Regions from separate parts of the Sus scrofa genome. Here regions 1 and 3 are each linked to region 2. The links are chromatin contacts, called in public promoter capture Hi-C maps. All regions are on one chromosome and are shown on one strand. Each heading gives the region's core, a stretch centred on a gene start, on an enhancer-like site or on the middle of the called end of the contact. The rest is flanking DNA. Distances are from core to core; before and after follow the strand shown. Region 1 holds the start of TTBK1 (tau-tubulin kinase 1). Region 2 holds the start of ABCC10 (multidrug resistance-associated protein 7). Region 3 holds the start of CUL9 (cullin-9).

What was found. Promoter capture Hi-C pulls out the DNA fragments that hold promoters and counts their contacts.
Region 1: a contact with region 2 is called in a promoter capture Hi-C map of liver, with 2.5 times the contacts expected there. The contact joins the promoter of TTBK1 here to the promoter of ABCC10 in region 2. A contact is called at or near these places in 3 of 5 promoter capture datasets (fetal liver, fetal skeletal muscle and liver) and 1 of 47 Hi-C or Micro-C datasets (embryonic fibroblasts).
Region 3: a promoter capture Hi-C map of liver shows a contact between it and region 2, with 2.7 times the contacts expected there. The contact joins the promoter of CUL9 here to the promoter of ABCC10 in region 2. A contact is called at or near these places in 2 of 5 promoter capture datasets (fetal skeletal muscle and liver) and 1 of 2 datasets of contacts at active chromatin or transcription factors (alveolar macrophages).

Annotation. Positions count from the first base shown.
Region 1 is chr7:38,273,585-38,277,824 of Sscrofa11.1, reverse strand. TTBK1 (tau-tubulin kinase 1) reads right to left here and starts at 1,359. Exons shown (of 15, transcript XM_001929304.5): 1 at 1,300-1,359.
Region 2 is chr7:38,429,482-38,434,059 of Sscrofa11.1, reverse strand. ABCC10 (multidrug resistance-associated protein 7) reads right to left here and starts at 1,340. Exons shown (of 21, transcript XR_002345741.1): 1 at 1,022-1,340.
Region 3 is chr7:38,222,008-38,226,431 of Sscrofa11.1, reverse strand. CUL9 (cullin-9) reads right to left here and starts at 2,409. Exons shown (of 39, transcript XR_002345739.1): 1 at 2,223-2,409. It overlaps SRF (serum response factor), which reads right to left. Exons shown (of 7, transcript XM_005666020.3): 7 at 2,746-4,424.

The DNA of each region.
Region 1 (4,240 bases), core at 110-2,609, 160 kb after region 2:
TAGGCCTCCACTTTCCTTCTGCCAAATGACATTCGGGGCATCATCAGGAACTCAGAGAGCAGTGGGGGCAATGGCAGGATGAAGGGAGAGGTAGGGATGGGGGATTCTGGAATAAAGGTGGAGGAGACAGGTTGAAGACAAGATTGAAGAAGCAATTGAACCAGTAAACGGGGGAGGGGAGCCGTAAGGAGTTAAAGAGGGTGACCTCGGGTGGGCCTTCCAGCCCTGGGATGGAGGATTCTGTAGATTGATGAGGAAGATGTGAATCCTGCTCCCACTCTATAGACGGGCAAGCGTGCAAGGAACAGGCGAAGTGGGAAAAGGGGGAGTAGAGGCAGGAAGATGAATGAGGATTCCCTGCCTCTCCCTGCCCAGCATCCTTCCCACTCTCTGCCTCAGAGGACTGCAGCCAGCCCAGGCTAGGGCTGATGACACGAACACGAGGAACCTGGCTGCTCCCTGATTGCCCCCTCAAGACTCTTTGGTGTGTAGTTATTGAGGGCTTGGGGAGGAGGTTTAAGGAATATCTGTCGGCAAGTGTGTATGTTTAAGAGTGGGGGGCCCCTGATGTGTGTGTGCGTGTGGGTTGCGGGGGCATAGCCAAGTGGCTGGCAGCTCATCCTAGCACGTGCATATAGGTGTTGAGGTGCACCTATGCAAGGTGTGAGCCAGGTGTGTGAGGGAATCTGGGAGCACAGTTAAGAAGAGGTGAAAGAGATGAGCGAGGAGTAATGGGATCAGGTTAAGAGGTGTGGAAGGGGGCAGAGGGGAGTGTAGGGGACAAGGGGTGACAGGATCAGAGGAGGGGGTTGCATAAGATGGAACAGGTGAGGGGCTCATCATGACAGGTGATGAGGGGACAGGACCATGAGAAGGATTTCTGGGCACAGTTGAAGGGCTGAGGAAGTAGGTAAGGAGGCTGGTGGGAGGAATGCAGGCACCGAGGACAAGAGAGGTTATGGAGACAGCTGGGAACGGCTGTCAGGAATGACAGGAGAGTGAAACCCTGGGGATGGGGACAGAGGTGAGAAGGGAGGAGCAAAACCCCTGGAGGACAGGCTGAAGAGGGTGGGTCTGTGTGCTGGGGGCAGGGCGCCGTTCCAGGCCTCGGGATGCGGCCCAGGCTGTGTAGGCCAGCGTCCCAGCTCGGGTGGAGACTGAGACGGCACAGGGAGGGGGAGCTGGAGAAGGCTGCGCTGGGAGGTGAGCCAGGCCGGAGGCCCAATGGGTCCACAGAAGGAGCCCCCTCCCCGACCCCCACCCGGCCCGCCGGCCCGGCCCCGCCCCGCCTCGCCTCACCTGCTCTGTGCCCGCTGCGGCTGCGGCTGCGGCGGCGGAGGCAGCGGCTCGGGGCGGCGCATCCCCCGGGGCCGGGGCGGGGCGGGGGCGAGGGCGGCTCAGTGCGGCGGCGCTGGGCGTCCCGCTCTCTCCGGCGGCGGCGGCGGTGGCGGCGGCCTCCCGACCGGGACCATCCCGGCCCGGTCCGGCCCGGCCCCGATCCTCCTCGGGCGACAGCGGCGGCAGCGGCAGAGCGGGGAGCTGCCCACAATGCACTGCGCCGCCAGCATCAGCACCAGCCCTGACATCACCGCCTCACCGCCCCGGCTCTTACATCACTGCCCTTGCTCTGACATCACAGTCTACTCTGCTCCTTTTTCCACTCCTGCAGTTCTAGGACCCTCTCTCTGATGGACCTGCTTCCATTCTTAGATTCTCCTAATTGGTCTTGGCCATTCATTTGACCCCATCTCCCAGCAGGGTCCCATCACTCCTTACCTGTCTGTTCCCACAAACCTCACCTGTCTCCATCACCCTTTATTTTCTCCACTCCCAGCATATCCCTGTCACTCCTCACCTGTTCCCATCAGCCTCAGCTAATTCTCACAGCATCCTCCACATGGCGATATTACTTTCCTCTAAATTCATTTCCCCTCACCTGTACCCATCCCCCTATAAGCCCCTCCCCCATTTCTTCTAACACCATCACTTATCTATAACATTCACCTTGCCGCATATATGCCTTACTTCCTGGCTCACACTGGCTCGCTCTTTCTTTGGTCCTTTCTCCCATCTGTTGACAAAGTCTCATTTCTCTTACAAATAAGATGAACACTCTTTACTGTGACACGATGCATTTTTTCCGATATGGGCCCAGAGGGGTAATTACTACCCTTCTGACAGATTAGGTTACTCAACATTCCCTGAACATACCTTGCGCTTTGTCTCTCCCAGCTCCGTTCCTTCCATTCTTCTTGTCTTCAGCAAATGCACACTGAGTACCTTCCCAACAACAACAATAATAAAAGCAGTAATGATAGAGTTCCCTTGTGGCACAAAAGGTTAAGGATCTGGCATTGGATCTGGCATTGTCATTGCAGCAGCTCTGGTCACTTCTGTGGCAAGGATTTGATCCCTAGCCCAGGAATTTCCACATGCAGCAGGCATAGCCAAAAAAATTTGTTTAAAAAGAGTAGAGGATCTGAACAGAAGTTTTTCCAAATAGGACATATAAATAGCCAACAAGTATGTGAAAAAGCGCTCAACATCACTAATCATCAGGGAAATGCAAATCAAAACCACAATGAGGAGTTCCCACTGTGGTTCATCGGAAACGAAGCTGACTAGTAACCATGAGGACGCAGTTTCTATCCCTGGTCTCACTCAGTGGGTTAAAGATCCGGCGTTGCCCTGAGCTGTGGTGTAGGTCACAGACTCCGCTCGGATCTGGTGTTGCTGTGGCTCTGGCGTAGGCCGGCCACTACAGCTCTGATTTGACCCCTAGCCTGGGAAACTCCATATGCCTTTTTTTAAAGACAAAACAACAACAACAAAAACAAGCGAACACAATGAGATGCCAGTTCACACTTGTCAGGATGAGTATTATCAAAAAGACAGGAAATGGCAAGTGTTGGTGAGGTTGTGGAGAAAAGGGAAAACTTGTGCCCTGTTGGTGGGAATGTAAACAGGTGCAACCACTATGGAAAGCGGTTTGGAAGTTCCTCAAAAAATCAAACGTGGAACTACCATGTGATCCAAAAATTCCACATTTGGGTTTTTAATCTGAAGGAGATAAAATCTCAAAAAGATATCTCTACACACCCGTGTTTATTGTAGCATTATTTAAAATAGTCAAGAATTGAAAATAATCTAAGTGTTCCTCGATGGATGAATGAATAAAGAAAATGTGACATATATATATCATATTTATATGTATCACACATATGTGATATATATATAATGGAATATTATTCAGCCATAAAAAAGGAAATTTAGACAGTCACAACAAAATGGATGGATCTTGAGAGCATTACACTAAGTGAAATAAGTCAGACAGAAAAAGACAAATACCATATCATATAATTTATATGTGGACTCTAAAAAAAAAGTCCTCATAGATACAGAGAACAGATTGTTGGTTGCAGGAAGTGGGGAGTTGGGATGGATGAAATGGGTTCAGATAGTCAAAAGTTACATATTTCTATTTTTAAACGATTTTTATTTTTTCCATTATAGTTGGTTTACACTGTTCTGTGAAATTTCTTCTGAACAGCAAAGTGATCCAGTCTCTCTCTCTCACACACACACACACACACACACACACACACTTGCTTTTTCACACATTATCCTCCATCGTGTTCCATTACAAGTGACTAGATATAGTTCCTTGTGCTATATAGCAGGATCTCATTGCTTATCCATTCCAAAGCAATAGTTTGCATCTATTAACCCCAGATTCCCAGTCCACCCCTCTCCACCGCCCTCCCCCCTTGGCAACCCCAAGTCTGTTCTCTAAGTCCAGGTGTTTCTTTGCTGTGGAAAGTTTATTTGTGCTGTATATTAGATTCCAGATAAAAGTGATATCATGTGGTGCTTGTCTTTCTCTTTCTGACTTACTTCACTTTGTATGAGAGTCTCTAGTTCCATCCATGTTGCCGCAAATGGCATTATTTTCTTCTTTTTTATGGCTGAGTAGTATTCCATTGTGTATATATACTACATCTTCTTAATCCATTCATCTGTTGATTTAGGCTGGTTGTTTCCATGTCTTGGCTATTGTGAATAGTGCTGCAATGAGCATATGGGTGCATGTATCTTTTTCAAGGAGAGTTTTGTCTGGGTATATGCCCAAAAGTGGGATTTTTGGGTAATATGGTAGTTCTATACTTAGTTTTCTGAGGTACCTCCATACTGTTTTCCATAGTGTGTGTACCAATTTACATTTCCACCAACAGTGTAGGAA
Region 2 (4,578 bases), core at 91-2,590:
TCTGCAACCTACACCACAGCTCGCGGCAACGCCGGATCGTTAACCCACTGAGCAAGGGCAGGGACCGAACCCACAACCTCATGGTTCCTAGTCGGATTCGTTAACCACTGCGCCACGACGGGAACTCCGAGAAAACCACAACTTCTATGGATTACAGGATGGACCTTCTTGTTTTCTCCTTACACTGTGAGTTCCCAAAGGACTATGTCAGTTTTGTTCCTTTGTTTTTGTTTTGCCTTGTTTTTGCTTTTTAGGGCCACACCCTTGGCATATGGAAGTTCCCAGGCCAGGGGTCGAATGGGAGCTACAGCTTCCATCCTATACCACATCACCTTAGAGAGGGTCACATTCTGTCCATTAGACTAGAGACTCCCAAAGACAGACTAGACTTTCCTCCTGCCTTGTCAGAAGCCAGAGCTTAAGATGACATTTAGCCATAACTAGCCATATAGGAATTAGTATAAAATCAAGGTGAGTTTAGCACCTGCAAATTATAGCCCCCAGTTCAGGAAGGATTAAGGTTCTGATTTTGCTCTTCTCTTCTACCCATTACATCTTTTCCACTTGAATACATATACTTTTCTTAGCCTAGAAACAATGAGGTTTCGTAGACGGAAGTGGTAAGGAACTGGTCCAACAACTTCAGAACATGTTAATCTTTTTGGCTTCAAAACACTGCTCACCCACTTTTGCCTCCAATTCATGACAACTGTGTTTGGGCATCTGAAGATCTACAGAAGTCATGATTTCTACATGGCATTGGGACTTTAAAAATGTGCCAGGCACTGCACTGTATGCTTAAACGCATTATGTAATTTAAATCTTCCAACAGTGCTATGAGGCTCAGGGAAGATAGTTAACTTGACCCAAAACAGAGTGGCAAAGTGGTGATGCCCAAATTTTATTCTTCTTTTGCCCCTACCCCACAGACATATTTCGGTTACACTGCCGCGGAAACGTGGGTTTCGAGCGAGGTCTGCAGGCACACATGGACGGGTGTCTTGCATCCCTCTCTACCCACCTCGGGTTGCCCCAGTGGCAGGCACTGAGCACGGCGAGGAGCGCGTGGGGCAGGGCGCTGAGCACCAGCTGGGTGAAGCAGTGGCCGGTGGTGTCCCCCTCCCACACTGGGAGCGGCTGCAGCGCGCTGGTACCGCACAGCTGGGCCAGGAACCGCTCCATGGAGGCCTCACCTGCGGGGAAAGCCGAGGGTGAAGAGGGAGAAGCTTTCCCTAGAAAAGAGAATCCGAATTCCCAAGTGCTAAGTGCGGAGAGCCGGCACCCGGGGGGCCGGGACGCTAATCAGGAAGCAGGGGTGGAGCCAGAGTGACAGCGCGTCCCCGGTGGAAGCAAAAGAGCGGGCTCCCGGCTTGGGGACCCTGGCCAGGCCCGCTTGGCACCCTCTAGAGGCGGGATGACCTCCCAGGCGCCTCTCGGGCCTTCCATTTGCAGGGTTTCTGTGCGCGTGCGCACCGCTCTCAGTCTGCGAAGGCCTGGGTAAACTCGCCCGCAGCTGTGGGTTGCACCAGGGTGTTTGGGCGCGCTTATGCTGCTCTTTTGCAGATGAATTCATCTCAGCTCTGATGCAGCGTCAGCCGTGCACTAATGTAGAATACTTGCTCCCATCTGTCTGCTGTTTACTAGCAGGCACATGCATTGCGCTTTCTAATTTTTTTTTTTTTTTTTTTTTTTTTTTTTTGCATTTTAGGGCCGCACCCGCGGCAAATGGAAGTTCCAAGGACAGGGGTTCCAAGCCGAGCTACAGCTGCCGGCCTACCCACAGTCACAGCAACTCGGGATCAGAGCCGCCTTTGACCTACACCACAGCTTAAGGCAACGCTGGATCCCTGACCCACTGAAGGAGGCCAGGCATCAAACCCCGCATCCTCATGAACACGGGTCGTATTCGTTTCTCCTTCACAAGGGGAGCTCCCACACTTTCTAATTCTTAAAACTTGCAGCAAGGGAAGCCAAACGTGAGAGCTATGCGCCACCTGGGGACACTTCCTCAGGGAAGTTACCTAACTTCTGTGAACCTGTTTCTTTATCTTTACAAAAGGGGGAATAACACCGTACCAAAGTACTGTTGAGAGAGTTGAATAATTAGTCCTATGGGCAAGTGCCTTGCTTAGAGTTGTCCTGCAATAAATAAATCTCTTTGGTAAGCAGTGGAAGAACATAAGCTTTATAGTAAAACAGATCGAGTTTGATTCCTGACCCTGCCAACTTTCAGCAGTGTGATCCTGGGCAAGTTACTTTTGCATCTTTTTTCCCCCTTTCTTTTCTTTTTACAGCGGCACCTGCTTATGGAAGTTCCCCAGGCTTGGGGTCAAATTGGAGTGGCAGCTGCAGGCCTTCGCCACAGCCGCAGCAAGGCTGGATCCGAGCTGCATCTTGGACCTAAGCCACAGTTTGTGGCAATGCAAGATCCTTAACTCAATGAGCAAGGAATTGAATCTACATCTTCATGGACACTATGTTGTGTTCTTAACCCACTGAACCACAACAGGAACTCCTACTTTTGCATCTTAGTTTTATTATTTGCTTAAAGGACACGATACTGGCTTACACCTCACTTAAGAATGCGCAGTGCCGGAGTTCCCGTCGTGGCGCAGTGGTTAACGAATCCGACTAGGAACCATGAGGTTGCGGGTTTGGTCCCTGCCCTTGCTCAGTGGGTTAACGATCCGGCGTTGCTGTGGCTCTGGCGTAGGCCGGTGGCTACAGCTCCGATTCAACCCCTAGCCTGGGAACCTCCATATGCCGCGGGAGCGGCCCAAGAAATAGCAACAACAACAACAAAAGACAAAAAAAAAAAAAAAAAAGAATGCGCAGTGCCCAAAGAAAAGTAGTTCAACAGATAACTCTGATTATCCCACTTAATCTCAAAAAGAGGCCTAGAATCTCTAATGTCAGAAATGAATGGTCCTATTTTTACAAAGTTAAATGCAGGTGTGCATTTCACACCCCTAATAATTAAGGGATTGGAGTAGGATGGGCCCCTGGGCTGAGAACAGCTGGGACTTATGAGGCTGAGTAAATTGGGCTTTGCTTCTCTCTCTTTTTTTTTTCTTTTTTGTCTTTTCCTTGAGCTGCTCCCGTGGCATATGGAGGTTCCCAGGCTAGGGTTCCCAGAGCCACAGCAACAGGGAATCTGAGCTGCGTCTGCGACCCACACCACAGCTCACAGCAATGCCAGATCCTTAACCCACTGATCAAGGCCAGGGATCGAACCTGCAACCTCATGGTTCCTAGTCAGATTCGTTAACCGCTGCGCCACAATAGGAACTCCGGCCTTTGCTTCTCTTTGACACTTCCTGGAGAGAGTTAATTGCAGGAGCTGAGCTCTGCAGGAGTAGAAAGATGACCACTTCAATCACTCCTGGGGTCAAGGAGATCTCCACAATTACACATGTGCAATAAGACCACTAGGGGTCAAAAAAGGAAGGGGCACCAGGCCATAGTAAGTCCTAATACAGTCCACAGGACCCCTTGCTCTGGAACCCATCTTTGCCAAAAGATGTGCATGTGTATTGGGGAAGGCTCTGGGTCTGGTCAGGTGTGAGAAAAAAAACAAGATAATTGGCCAAAGGAAAAGGAAGACCTGGAAGAACTGTCCTATATAAGTGATTTAAAACACCTCTCTGGTGTGCTCCCCACGCAGGGGGTTGCCCACACCTGCAGTCCTCTTTAGGTGTGTATTACTTCTTTGCTTCTTAAATAAACTTCTTTTCTGTGTACTCTCCCATATGTGGTACTGTGGACTGTAACAATCTTTGTACCTGTTTTTACAGTCTTTGCCTCCTTGAAACATTCTTACTTTCAACCGGGGCAAGGATCAGGGTGATTCTGACTCTAGCCTCCAGCTGGTCTAGTGGCTAGGATTCCTGGTTTTCATTCAGGAATTGAACCTGGGCAGAAAATTAAGATCTCCCTTCAAGCCATCACTCACTACTGTCTCTCCAAGATCGGGATCATTTAGGCATTGATGATCAACAGTGGCTAACCCACAAAAAGAGACAACCAGAAGTTGTGTGCCTCCTTAAGAAAAATAACATACTCTTGCCCCCCAAAAGTAACTCAAACTGATCAAGCCACTGTATTTAATTATCTAGTTGCAAGAAATACAGGACGGTTAAACAATACTCCAGAGCTACTTGGAAGTTTACAGAGCTGCTGTAAACAAATATAGCATCCTATACACAGCTAAAATGTGTTTCATTGTATGTGTATGAGCAGGATGGGGTGAAGTTAATTGTGGGGAATCTAGGAGAACAAGAGAGCTCTTTAGAGAGGTTACTTGTGAAAAGATGCTAATAGGGGCAGTTAATGGTTCTATTAAAGATTACTCCTCCTGGAGTTCCCGTAGTGGCTCAGGAATCTGACTAGGAACCTGGCCTCGCTCAGTGGTTAAGGATTTGGTGGTGCTGTGAGTTGTGGTGTAGGTCTCAGACACAGCTCAGATCCCGCGTTGCTGTGGCTCTGGTGTAGGCCGGTAGCTACAGCTCCAATTCGACTCCTAGCCTGAGAACCTCCATATGCTGTGGGAGTGGCCCTAGAAAAAAGCAAAAAGACAAA
Region 3 (4,424 bases), core at 1,160-3,659, 210 kb after region 2:
TTGGGATTTGTAAGGGAAGGAGAATAGAGTAAAAACAGTGAGAGAAGAAAACAAAGAGATTTGAGAAATAAAAGAGGTCACCAGGGAGAATGAGAAGAAGAACAGGCAAGGTACCAGAAAGAGGTGACCACCAGGACAGTTTGGGCAGAACGGTAGGGTGACTAAGATACAGACCAGGGCTTAGAAGGATGACCTGCGTGGGCAGGTGGGACAGCAGCCTGTGAGATGGTGGGGCCAGAACAAGCAAGAACAGTCAGGATGGGGGAGAGGCAGGACAGGGAGTATAAATCACAGAGGAAAGCAGAAATGCAGATATAAACGGCTGGGCCACGGCAGATGTGGTGAACAGAGACTAAAGGAGGCCCCCACATCTGGATGGCCGGATGGGAAAAAGGGTATGAGAATATTGTGAAAGGCGGGAGGGGACTAGGGGGCCAAACGAAACTATGGAGGAAAAAAAACAAGTCCTAGGACTTCCCATTGTGGCTCAGCGGGTTAAGAACCTGGCTAGTATCCATGAGGATGTGGGTTCAATCCCTGGTCTCGCTCAGTGGGTTAAGGATCCCGCGTTGCTGTGGCTGTGGTGTAGGCTGGCAGCTGCAGCTCCGATTCAATCCCCCACCTGGAAACTTCCGTATGCCACAGGTGCAGCTCTAAAAACAAAAATAAAAAAACAGGAGTTCCCGTCGTGGCGCAGTGGTTAACGAATCCGACTAGGAACCATGAGGTTTCGGGTTCGGTCCCTGCCCTTGCTCAGTGGGTTAACGATCCGGCGTTGCTGTGAGCTGTGGTGTAGGTCGCAGACGTGGCTTGGATCCTGCGTTGCTGTGGCTCTGGCGTAGGCTGGTGGCTGCAGCTCCGATTGGACCCCTAGCCTGGGAACCTCCATATGCCACAGGAGCGGCCCAAGAAATGGCAAAAAGATAAAATAAATAAATAAATAAATAAACAAGTCCTGAACTTACGCTGTATGTATGTTGGGAGCAGTCTAAGTCAGGAAGATACATTTGGAGATGGTAACTATGGAGCTGAAGGGTAGGGAATGAGGTCAGGAGACAGCAGAGGTATTAGATAGGCAACACAGTACAGATTCAGAGTCAGATACATGGGACTGAATTCTAGCTCTTTCACTTACTATGGGCGGACAAGTTACTTAGTCTCTAAGCCTGTCTCCTTCTCTCCAAGATGGTAATCATATTCATAAACAACTCTTGAAATTGTAAAAACTTAGGATCACATATATACAGCATTTAGAACAGTCTCTATCTTAGCACATAGTGAGTGCTTAATAAACATAATCTAATATCACTATCCTCGGAACAAGAGAGAAGGCAGAGGCCCTCCTCAGATAAATGAAAGGCTATTAAGCCAGAAGATTAAAAACAGAAGCAGGGTGGTGGCTATGCTAGAGATAAGGGAAAGATAGGAAGCAGTGTGGGGGCAACACGGAATGCTGAGGGTAAGAACCCACGGTAAATCCAGATGAAGAAATGGTGAGGAGGCCAGGGGTCGTGTTGGGGTCCAGGTAGAGAAGATGAAAGTAAAAGAAAGGCATGAAGAAAAGGGGAAAGATGGGATGTGGACCTCGATAGGGGTAGCGGTCCAGTTAGCAGGAGGGGGGCGGGGACAAGCCAGAGAGGTAACCCGTTCTATGCGACAGATAATTGATGAGCTGGGGGAAAGGAAAGGCCTAAATGGGGTGCGGGGGGGGGAACTATCACCGGCTGAGGACAGGAGCTGAGGTGTGAACGCGAGGTCGGGACGCGGGGATGAGACAACTGGTAGGCGCAGGTGGCAAGGTCAAGCCAGCGCTTGCAGGCCAGCAAGGGGCGGTGGCGGAGGCCCGCACCGCCGCAGGAAGGGGCTTGTGGGGGGCAGGGTTAGAATGGGGGGGGGCGCGGCCGGAGGAGGCTGACCCGACAGAGCGAATCTCAGACAGCAACACCTGGCTCCTGTCGTCAGCCCCACAGAGAGTGGACAGGGGACCTGGGAAGGGATGGAGCAAGGACCGGCTGGGCGCTGGACACCCCTCTCACCTCCCACCGCCCGGCCGGGCCCTCGCTGGGACCCAGCGCCGGTCCCGCCGTCCTGGCCCCGCCTCCTCAGCAGCTCCCTTCCGGGTCACACCGCGAGCGCAAGCACGGCGGGCGGCTACGGGTCCCACCGCGGCCCACAGCCCAGCGCGGCAGCGGCCCGGCGCGCAAGCGGAGCATGCGTAGTACCCGCGGGCCGCTGCGTCCCGCGTATCCGCCGGCCGCGGAGCTTGAGATCTCGGTCAGGTTGCTCCCCTCGGCTGCAGTCGGCAGCCCTTCCCATCCAGTATTGACCTTGGAGCTCCCTCCTCCTACACTGGGTCTGCCCTCCTCATCCGCCCCGCGGAAACCTTGTAACCACACGCCCACCTCAGGGCCGGCCTTTTAGCTACCGCTAGGTCACGTGGCCGTGAGTTTCTCAAACCCGGGGCTCTGGATTGGTTGAATCACTTTACATATTAATTAAAATTGCTCATCTCTGTGTGGACTTAAGCACCTAGCAAAGCTGGGGCCAAAGCTGAAGGCCCCAGCCCCCTGAAATGTTCCTTAAGTCAAACTGTGGCGTTCAAGAGCCCAAAGCCCTCCGCCCCGCCCCGAGCATTCCGGCAAGCACCGAGGCTTACTTCTCAGTGCAGCAACTTTTGCGGTTGGATTCGCGTTCGTACCTCCCACCCTCTACGAGAAAAGAGAAAACAAAGGCAAAGACCCCACAGTCTGTGCACAAAAATGATACATTTATTGAAAGAGTATTTTTTTCTTAATACAAAAGAAAGCTCTGTACATAGGACTGTGACCATGTCCACTATTCCTGGGTCAGCATCCCAGGGGAAGTAGAAACCACTAACATACACACCCCACATTCACACGCACACATTCACTCAGGCGCGCGCGCACGCACACACACACACCCCAGAGCCACCAAGGAAGGGAAACACCAAGGGTCGCTGCACATAAAAATGCCACCTCATCCCTGATGCACGCATGTTCTCCCAAGGCCACGCTCACACGACACACATTATAAGCACTTTGCCTGATTCACTCACTGGGTCTGTCTTTTGTGGGAAGGAGAGGAGGAATTCATCAAGCTCTCCTCCCCAGGGTGGGGGAGCAGGGAGTGAGTGAGTGATGGTGGAGTGAAACAAGAGCAGAGAAAAGGGGCTGGGCAGTTACAGACCTGAGTCCCAAGCTCCCCCACTCTCTGGCCCCTGATTTGCCATGCCCCAATCTTGTGAGCCACCCACAAGCCCCCAGCTACCTCCAGGTGAAAGCCAGAAAGACGGCTTCCACCTTGGCACCCCAAACTGAGGCCAGACAGCAACCGGGGTTAGAGGTTTGGAGGTTCTCAAACACTTCGGCAAATCATCCCCTTGATTAACTAGGCTGTGCGTAAAAACTTCCCCCACCCCTTCACCTAATCACAGAAGCAGGCTTGTTCCTACTGAAGGCAGACCTAAGGGGTTAATAAAACTCCACCCCCCAGCTGCCCAGTTCTGAAAAAGCTCCCTCTCCGGATACAGGTGGTGAAAGTGGGCTCTGACACAGGGTAAAAGACCCTCCCCCTGTGTTGGCCCACCCTCAAGATCTACCCCAAAGGGGGCAGAGGGGGTGGGGGCACGGCCCCTGTACAAATTACATAAATACTGAGGTTACACTTAGAAAAATAAAGTCATTTTCTTCAAGGCTTTTTGTCTTAATTTTAAAAAGTTACAGTAGCTGCTCACTCCCTGGGAGAGCTGCCATTTCTGGCTCCCCTATGGCTGCACTCAGCCCAAGAGCTGCTCCCATATCTTCTGCCCCCCAGTCCTGCCTCTCACCCCCTCCCAGACCCCACCCTGCTCACTTCAACTTGGGCCCCAGGCAGCTACAGGCCTGCGGGCACACAAGGCTGCAATGCCCATGCGTGTGGCACAAATGAAGTCAGTTGCCTCTGACACCCCCCCACCCCCACATTTGGTCTCCCTCTTCCCTCTCCCTGGCAACAGCCCTGAAGGACAAAATGAGGCCCCCCGGGAGCTGTGGGTCACCCTCCCTACCCCGTTGGGGCATGGCCTGAGGGCCCCTCCCCCGGTTTTCTCCTGGAAACAACCCAGGACCGGGCAATCCCAGAATCTCCCCCACACACTGGCAGGGCCCCGAGCTCGTGGGGTGGCTCTGTCCCCAGAGGCCCAGCCAGTTCCAGGGAGCCCCAGGGCTCCCCAGGGAGGGGGAGCTTGGGTAGGGAGGGGGACGAGAAAAACGCCATAAAAAAAAGTTAAATATTTTAAAAATATATATTTATAGATTTGTTTTCACTTCGTCTCCTCAAATAAAAAGTTCAAAATCAACTTTAAGTAAAGCAGCTGGGAGGAGAGGGGGGGAAGACGGGGGGGAGAGGGAACCCTGGTGGTTCCC